Linked DNA regions of Hordeum vulgare: region 2 is linked to region 1. A link is a contact called in public Hi-C data. All regions are on one chromosome and are shown on one strand. Each heading gives the region's core, a stretch centred on a gene start, on an enhancer-like site or on the middle of the called end of the contact. The rest is flanking DNA. Distances are from core to core; before and after follow the strand shown.

The links. Hi-C and Micro-C count contacts between places; a contact is called where the count stands out from the background.
Region 2: a Hi-C map of seedling shows a contact between it and region 1, with 3 times the contacts expected there. The contact joins the promoter of LOC123408350 here to the promoter of LOC123410578 in region 1. A contact is called at or near these places in 1 of 6 Hi-C or Micro-C datasets (seedling) and 1 of 1 datasets of contacts at active chromatin or transcription factors (embryo).

What each region holds. Positions count from the first base shown.
Region 1 is chr7H:81,098,886-81,102,911 of MorexV3_pseudomolecules_assembly, forward strand. It overlaps LOC123410578 (blue copper protein 1b-like), which reads left to right and starts at 2,665. Exons shown (of 2, transcript XM_045103521.1): 1 at 2,665-2,930; 2 at 3,175-3,737. The coding sequence starts at 2,753. The coding sequence ends at 3,440. It overlaps LOC123410577 (pentatricopeptide repeat-containing protein At5g18475-like), which reads right to left. Exons shown (of 1, transcript XM_045103520.1): 1 at 3,745-4,026.
Region 2 is chr7H:81,396,116-81,400,567 of MorexV3_pseudomolecules_assembly, forward strand. LOC123408350 (cullin-associated NEDD8-dissociated protein 1-like) reads left to right here and starts at 2,789. Exons shown (of 7, transcript XM_045101474.1): 1 at 2,789-2,824; 2 at 3,148-3,223; 3 at 3,287-3,307; 4 at 3,419-3,542; 5 at 3,627-3,789; 6 at 3,870-4,106. The coding sequence starts at 2,789. It also overlaps the pseudogene LOC123409250.

The DNA.
Region 1 (4,026 bases), core at 1,415-3,914:
ATCTAGCCAATTGTTGGAGCGTGCACGCGTTGCTCATAACTTGTGTGACCGTGATTGAACCCCAAAGTTAAACTTACCGGAATCGTGCATTTTAACGATCCATTCAAAGGTAAGATTTTCGTTTGAGCCGATTCAAAGGCAAGCCATCAACTGATCGACGAGGTCTCCCGAGCGATACAGTTAGTCCCGAGCAATGCTACATTTACGTAAATGTTTACATACGTTTATGGGATAGTTTGATTTGGCAATTATTGATTGGATTACGTGAAGGGTGAGGCTCATTCATCACTGAAAATCAGGGAGGCATGTTTAAATAAGTTGAAAGATTTGGTAAACGTAAGTAAAATTTAATAGGTCTAGCATTTTTGTTAGTCCCAGCAAAAGTGGGCGGTCGGTCGGATCGTGCGCCGGACGGCGACGAATTCGCGCCATCTTGACCACAAACTCCTGACCCTTACGTGCAGTGGTGGCAAAGAGATCGGTCGTTTGACGGTGGTCGATCGTGGAATACAAAAACAGATTGGAAAGCACTCCGCAACACTAGAGTTAGTTAATTTACAACTACACGTTGGGCACTTGCTCGAAGCGACACTCAGCATGACGCGGTCATGAAGCACGCATGTACACATACTACCAGAGTATAGTACTTCCTCCATTCGTAAAAGCATCTCCACTCGCCCCCCCCCCCCTCCTACAGCCCCCGAAGACATCTTTTTTAGCGTCAATGATGAAAAATCGGTTCAGTCGTGCCTTCAACTCCTCGTTTAGCGTCGATTTGAATCAAAATAACAGTCGACGAACCCGAGGCGAACCCAGCCCCCTAGGGCGTCTAGGAGCACCGGTCGAAGCGAAAAGTCAAGTGGGCCCGCTTTGTCGGCGGCAACCGGACCTATTCCAGTCGTTTTCTCCCCATTCCTCCTTCCTTTCCCTCCATTTTCCACATCTCCCCCCCTCTCCCGCCAGTCTTCTCCCGCTCCCGCCATCCGGCCGCCATGCCAGCAAAGAAGAAGTACACCTTCCCTCGCCCTGCCACCGCTACCGATTCCAGCCAGCAGAAGTAGAGGAAGTCGATGGCTAGGACTACAGGCGTCTCGGACGCCGAGTGGAGTGCGGATGCCCAGTGTCGAGAGGCGGTCACAACAGACCGACGGAGGAGGCTCGACGCCAAGAAGATCAGGGACGCGACGGCGGCGGCGGCGGTCGATCAGGAAGAGGTGTCCCGCACGGGAATGATGAATCCCCCGTCCGCAACCCACGTGTCGCATGGAGGGGCTGCCAGGGCGTTGCGTCGTCGGCCAACCTCTCGCTGTCGATGCCGCCCTGTGGGTACGTACACTCGCCTGGCTACTCCGACGGCAATGCACATGGCGGTCGTCGTACTCCGACGGCGACGAGAAGGTGAAGGCGTGGTACTTCATGGAGCGTGGCCTGATCTTAAACCAGATGTCGGTGCTGGCGGCGACTGTAGCGGCGATCGCGACGACGACGACCCCGACAGAGACTATGCCGCCGATGAGCCCGACTACCTCGGCTATTTCGCCGAGCCGGCTGTTTGATTTTCTCTACTATCATTTCCTTTTGATCACCGAACTACTGGGTGTGTTGATCGCCAAACTATGACATGCTGATCGCCAACTTGTGGCATGATGATCGTCGAACTTGTGACGTCTTTTTGGCAATAGGAAAGATAAATATGAAAAAGTTGACGTCAGGGGCCGAAAACTGAGGACGCGACTGGAAACTCGCTCGCCTCCAGGGCGAAAAAAGTGTCGGCGCAACGCCAAAAAGGCTTTCGCCGGGTTCCCTAGGGCCAAACGGATGAAGATGCTCTAAATATAATTTTTTATAAATATTTTATTATAAACTACATACGGATGTATATAAATATATTTTAATGTGTAGATTCACTTATTTTGTTTTATATGTAGTCCGTAATGAAATTGCTAAAAGATTTATATTTAGGAAAGAGTAAGTGGTTTAGTGTATCTATTGCTTCTACTTTGCTGTCAAATAAACAGACAAGCGTACGTCTACTTTGCTGTCAAATAAACAGACAAGCGTACGTACATGGACCAATCACGCCCTCACTTAATCATCCAGCGGCCGCCCTAACCCTCTATTACAGGAGTAATCATGGTCAGTGCCCCCCCCCCCCCCCCCCCCCCTAATCCACCACCGTAATAATCATGGCTACGCTGATGACCATGCACACGGCTACGGGGGCAGCTCCGTAGAAGTGACCAGAGATGCCAATGCATATCAAAGTGGACAGTAGCTAACCTAGATGTTACCACCAAGTTCCACACGGCCAGGGCCAGTGGCGTCCACCAACCCCCAAAGACACGCCGCGCCACTAAGCACGCACGCCCAGGTCGCTAATGGCGCACCAACGTTGCCGTCGATCGACCAACCCCAAACGCGACCCTAGCTCAGTGCAACGCCCAACTTTTCTAATCGTGTGGCCCAGACAAGTAAACAATGACCCGAGAAGAAGAGAACGCCTCCAATTCTCCCAGCCTCTGTCGATCGAGCTGACGGAACCCTCGGCTCAGCTACAAGAGTCAACTGGCGCCATCATCACGCGCCCCCGTGCTGCACTCCCACGCAACGCCATGATCGACCGACCGGCCCGTCCGGACCTATTTATAGCCAAGCCATGCCATGGCATGCTCATCACAGCAAACCAGACCAGCCAGGGCATCATCCAGTGGCCGGCGAGCTGAACGAGTGCTAGCTTGTTTGTGGTTGAGAGATGGAGGCGAGGGTGGGGGCAACGGCGGCGGTGCTCGTGCTGCTGGCGATGGTGCTCGTCCCGGAGGCGTGCCGGGCGGAGCGGTTCGTCGTCGGCGACGCGGCGCGGTGGACGTGGGGGTACAACTACACCGACTGGGTCATCAGGAAGGGACCCTTCTTCCAGGACGACACCCTTGGTACACACACGATTACTGCTCTTATCTTATCTTAGTTCAGTCTTGGTTCCCTCTGATAATAAAAAGAAAAAAAAACTATTTTTGCACGCTGGGTGGTTGCCATATCTGGCGCACACTAGCTAACTGCAAATAAGAAAGAAGAAAAAAACTAACTGCAACACCAGGCTTTGAAAAACAACGAAGCTATTACTATTTCACTGAGGTTGCTAAAGGTTCAGTGTGTGGATGGTGGGCGTGCATGCAGTGTTCACGTACGACCCGCCGAACGCGACGACGCACGCGCACAGCGTGTACCTGATGCGGAACCTCGCCGACTACCAGTCGTGCAACATCAAGGCGGGCAAGCTGGTGGCCGGCGTGGCGCAGGGCTCCGGTGCGGGCTTCGAGTTCGTGCTCAAGAAGCGCAAGATGCACTACTTCGTCTGCGGCGAGCGCCAAGGCGTCCACTGCACAACCGGCCTCATGAAGTTCGTCGTCAAGCCCAAGAGCTCCGTCTGCCGCGACGACTGACCGCCCCTTCTCACAGCCCCCCGGTGGTTCCATGGCGTCCGCGGCCTTCGCCGCCTCCTTCTGCATGCCTCCTCCTCCTTCTTCTTCTTCTTCTTCTTCTTCTTCTATTCTGTCTCAAATCATTTGTTATACTTGCTGCTTGTAAGTTATCACAATTGTTGCATTCATATGTGTCGTGTTGTGTAACTGTGTTGCCTGTACGCTATTTATCATAACGGTGGCGTGTGTTGCTACAAATCAAGGGAGTATGTAATGCGAAATGAGGGATTGTTAGTCCATGAGTAGCTGTTGTGTCAATCTCTTGTTTGACTCATTTCTGAAATCAATATTATGAAGCCAGCCAAGGGAAAATTATCCATGATACACATAATTATCTGCCTCATAACTGGCATTTACAACAATAAAAACCAGATATATGGGTGAGAACATTCTCGGTGAAGAGTGCACATAATGATACCACGAGAACTATATATAGAGAGAGAGATACAGTGGATGCAATTCATAAAGTTGGTTTCAGTGATCTGAAGATCGGTGAGAAGCAAGCCGGCTAAATTTCTTCCACAAGAGTAGAAAAACACACCGATGA
Region 2 (4,452 bases), core at 1,539-4,038, 300 kb after region 1:
CCAAGGACGTCCTCTTTGCACTCGAAATAGTTACCGTATCCATCCGTCCTCTCTCTAATACAGTTGAAAACATGCCTAGCCATACGGAAACACCGTTGGAATTTCTGATGTTTGAACAACGCATTGGTTGTGTCAAAGTAAAACTCAAATTAGCATGACTAGTAACTTACCCCAGAAAACTAATAATTTATCTCCTACTGTTAATATAGCAAATAAGTATAATAAATTTGACAAGTAAGTATAATGGCATGGGCATAATAAAGTATAATGCGGCGAATAAATAAAATAAGTCCGACAAGTAAGTATAATGACAAGTGGCAAAGCTCTAATATGAAAATAAATTTGACAATGAAATACAATAATTTTGACAAGTAAGTATAATGGCAAGGGCATAATTAAACTATAATGTGGCAAATCAGCACAATAAATCCAACAAGTATAATGTCAAGTGGCAAGTTAATTTGTCAATATGATAAAAAAATTGACAAGTAAGTATAATAGTAAGGGCATAATTAAAATATAATGTGGCAAGTAAGTCCAATGAATTTGACAAGTAAGTATAATAGCAAGGACGTAGTCAAATTGTAATGTGGCAAGTAAGTCCTAAATTTGACAAGTATGATATGAAGGTCATAATTAAATTGTAATGTGGCAAGTAAGCAGAATGAATCTAACAAGTATAAAGTCAAGTGGCAAAGAAAAGTTGTTAATACGAAAAGTAAGTACAATAAATTTTATAAGTAAATATGACAAAAAAATTAGTAAGTACAATACGTGAAAAGCACCAACGAATAAAGTTGTTGAAATATAACAATAAAGGATCTTGTTTCGAAGAATTGGTCATCATTCATACCAATGTTTTGGAAGATAAATAGTTCACTTTCAATTTTTTGTAAAGTAGGTAAGTGCATAGATAAGCAAATAGTGGGAGGATGTTCTTAGCATAGGGTAGTACTAGTAGCAATTTTGTCTTGAGAGAAAAAAAAATCCTTCTGCACTACATGCATGTGATGCCAGCTCGCATGTGAGAGAGGGTGAAACCGATGGCAACCTTATGCATGCATCAATGCATGGGTACGTCTCACCCAAGGACACGCGAACACAGGCCGTTTTTGCGTCGGACTCGTTAGCGGCCGCCGCACGGTAATGCAAATATGCGGCGCCGCTACATAGTGGTGTCCTTCTTTGTAATGTAGAGATCAAAAAAGATGTAACATAAAAGTTGTGACACAAAAAGAAGAAAAGGTCAAATAACAAATAAATCACGTGCAGTCTTCTCTCATGACATTGAAGTATGTTTTCCGATCAGATGCAGTACACCAACATTGACAATATGGTCCACTTAATCCTATGCATCGCTCCGACAAGCGGTTTGGAGAAATTCACGAAAACACACTCGTTGTCAATCGTTGGCTGCCGCACCGTTTTTAAAATCTCTCCTTAATAATAAAGCAAATAGGGTTTTTGGTCGTCCGTCGTGGCAGTTTTGCAAAAAAAAACCTCACATTATACATATTCAACCCGCACTACCAATTTAAGTGGAAAAATGTATCAGTTTTACACAAACACCCCTTCTCCCCAGTTCACGGTCGCGAGTCTTCTCTCATCCATTCCGGCTGCTTACTGCCATCTCCGTCACGGCGCCGACGACCGCCACCGTCGGGCCATCGCCGATGGGGATGCCTCGCGCCGCCATCGCCGTGTTCTTCTTCCCATCCCCACCGGCCGTGAGAGGAGGAGCAAGAGGGGAGTCGTGGCGGGTCACGAGGCGGGGCTCCAGATCTAATCAGGAGCAGCACGACGACGACGAGCACAGAAAGGGGACGGGCCCCATGCTCATGGACGCGGAGTATTCCCCGCCGGCTGCGGTGCTCTAGGAGGCGGAGATGGAGGTTGTGGAGGAAGACGAGGATGGCCTTCGGCGCGGCGCGACGCCCTTCTCGGCCCAGAGCAGCTCCTGTGACCTGACGGAGGAAGAAGAGCCCCATGCGTGGAGCGCACAGCAGCAGAGGCAGAGGAGCCCCGCGGCGGCGGTGGCGCCCCGACCAGCGCGGTGGATGTAGCGGTGGATTTACTTGCGGCCGAGGCAGTCGAGGCACTTGCGTCCCTCAGTCATGTCGCCCATGCCGGCGCCCACGCAGCGGCGGCAGTATGCGCGGCCGCAGACGAGGCAGGGGTGGCGGAAGACGTGCACGTACCGGCTGCAAGTGGCGCAAAGGTTGGAGTGCGGGATGCCGACCCGGCGCATCTGCCGGCCGCTTCTGCTGGCGTCGGCGCGCGCGGGAGGAGGGCGCAGGTGTTGCTGCTGTCCTGTCGTGCCGCTTCTGCAGGTGGCGCGGGTCGAAGGAGGGGACGGAGACGGGGAGAGCTGGAAGCAGAAGTACATCACCCCCGCGCCTGGCCGTGCCGTTGCCCACATCCGCGAACAAGGGCGCGCGGAAGTACATCACCCCCTGGTACGGGTACGCGCACCCGCAGCTCTGCGAGCTCATGCTCTGCTCCAGCGGGCATACCCTGGAGAAGCACTTCACGAGGCTCGTCGTTCCAGCCCACTCACCTCACCGTTGCTCATGCTCTGCTCCGGCTCACCGGAACAACGAAGTGTGGATGGGAGGGAACCGGTGCCGCTACAAAAGCCAAGTAAAACATAATTATTCATACACTCTTGCTACTTATTGCATAATTATGTGCTTATCACATGATGGTCGGCAACATTGTACTTATTGCTACTTTTGGTGATGGTCTTCGGAGGGAATTACCGTCATGCCTTCCCATACTTGTTCATAGGATGGGCAATGAAATAACACGACTCACAGCTGTCAAGGTAAGCAATCAACGACACCTTCAGAACCAAAACTAACAGGGACATGATGGTAAATGTTGAGTTGAATTCTCAGTGTTCTACTCAATGGTAGAAAAACAAACATAAATGTTTTGATCAATGCATCTTGCTGAGTTGCTTGGGACAGAGATGCTTTCGTGGCGGGTTCATTGATTTAAAGATAGCTTTAGTACAATACCATAGTATACCAATCTATTTGTGTGGGTCTTGTCTATAGTTTTAGTTGTATACCCTGTCATCATTTTCTTATGCCCACTGGTGGTGTTTTCAGAAAGTTTTGTTTATTCTCTGTTTTCCTGTAGTAGTTGATAGTATGCAGATTCACTGCTTTTCTTGGTTCTGTTGCATTTTCAAAATGTTCATTCCTTACAGGCATTTGCGGTGATTGCGAATTCACTTCTTCGGATTGATCTGTCATGCGTCCTGGACCATGTCATTTCTGAGCTCACAGCTTTCCTTCGAAAGGTATAGATGTATTATACACATTGTTTGTTTTGATTTTGTAACTTGAAAAATCATGTATGTCAAACAGGGCATTAAAATTGAAGACTAACTTCTTTTGTTGTCCCCTTACAGAAGGCCAACAGAGCACTCAGGCAGGCAACATTGGGACCCTAAATTCTCTGGTTGTCACATATGGTGGTCAAATTGGCTCGTCCTCTTATGAAACGATAATAGCTGAACTTTCTACTCTCATAAGGTTCTATCCTTTCTTAGCTTTCTTCAACAAATCTCCATTTCCTGCCTACCAGGAAGATTGATGTTGGATTATCTATTGTGGCAGTGACATCGATTTGCATATGGCTGCTCTTGCATTGGAGCTGTGTTGCACAATAATGGTTGACAGAAGATCCATTAAAAATGTCAGTTTAGCTGTGAGACATAAAGTTTTGCCTCAGGCCCTTATTTTGATCAGGAGTGCTTTGTTGCAAGGACAAGCACTACAGGTATATATTTTCATATCTAAATATAAATACTGGATTTCTTCTTATTCTCCTACTGACAGAGGACATTGTTTCTATTGCAGGCGCTACAGAAGTTTTTTGCTTCACTGGTCCAGTCTGCAAATACAAGCTTTGAAACATTGTTGGACTCCCTTATTTCAACTGCCAAGCCATCACAGTCAGGCGGTCTTTCCAAGCACGCACTATCCTCTATTGCACAGTGTGTTGCTGTGTTATGCTTAGCAGCTGGTGATCAGAAATGTGCATCAACTGTTGAAATGCTTAAAGGCATTCTAAATGATGACAGTTCAACTAATTCTGTAAGGCTTTTCCTGACCATGCATATCTTCTGCACCATATTTGCGCATTTATATCATGACATTATTGTGTTCTTTGACATAACATGCCTTTATTCATTTACATAGCTTAAAAAATCATTCATGGGCATCGTCTATCCAGAGTTGATGGTGGAGATTTCATTCATGATGAGCCAATAGTAGAACGACAGATGGAGAAGAGACATCATGCCTTTTCATGCGCGATAACTCAGGGTTGAACTTACAAATGAACTGAGGGTTGGGAGAAAAGTAAATGAATTATTTCTTTTTTCCGTGGAAACGCACGGACATTGTCCTAGATCTACATAAAGTAGGCAAATCAAATGCA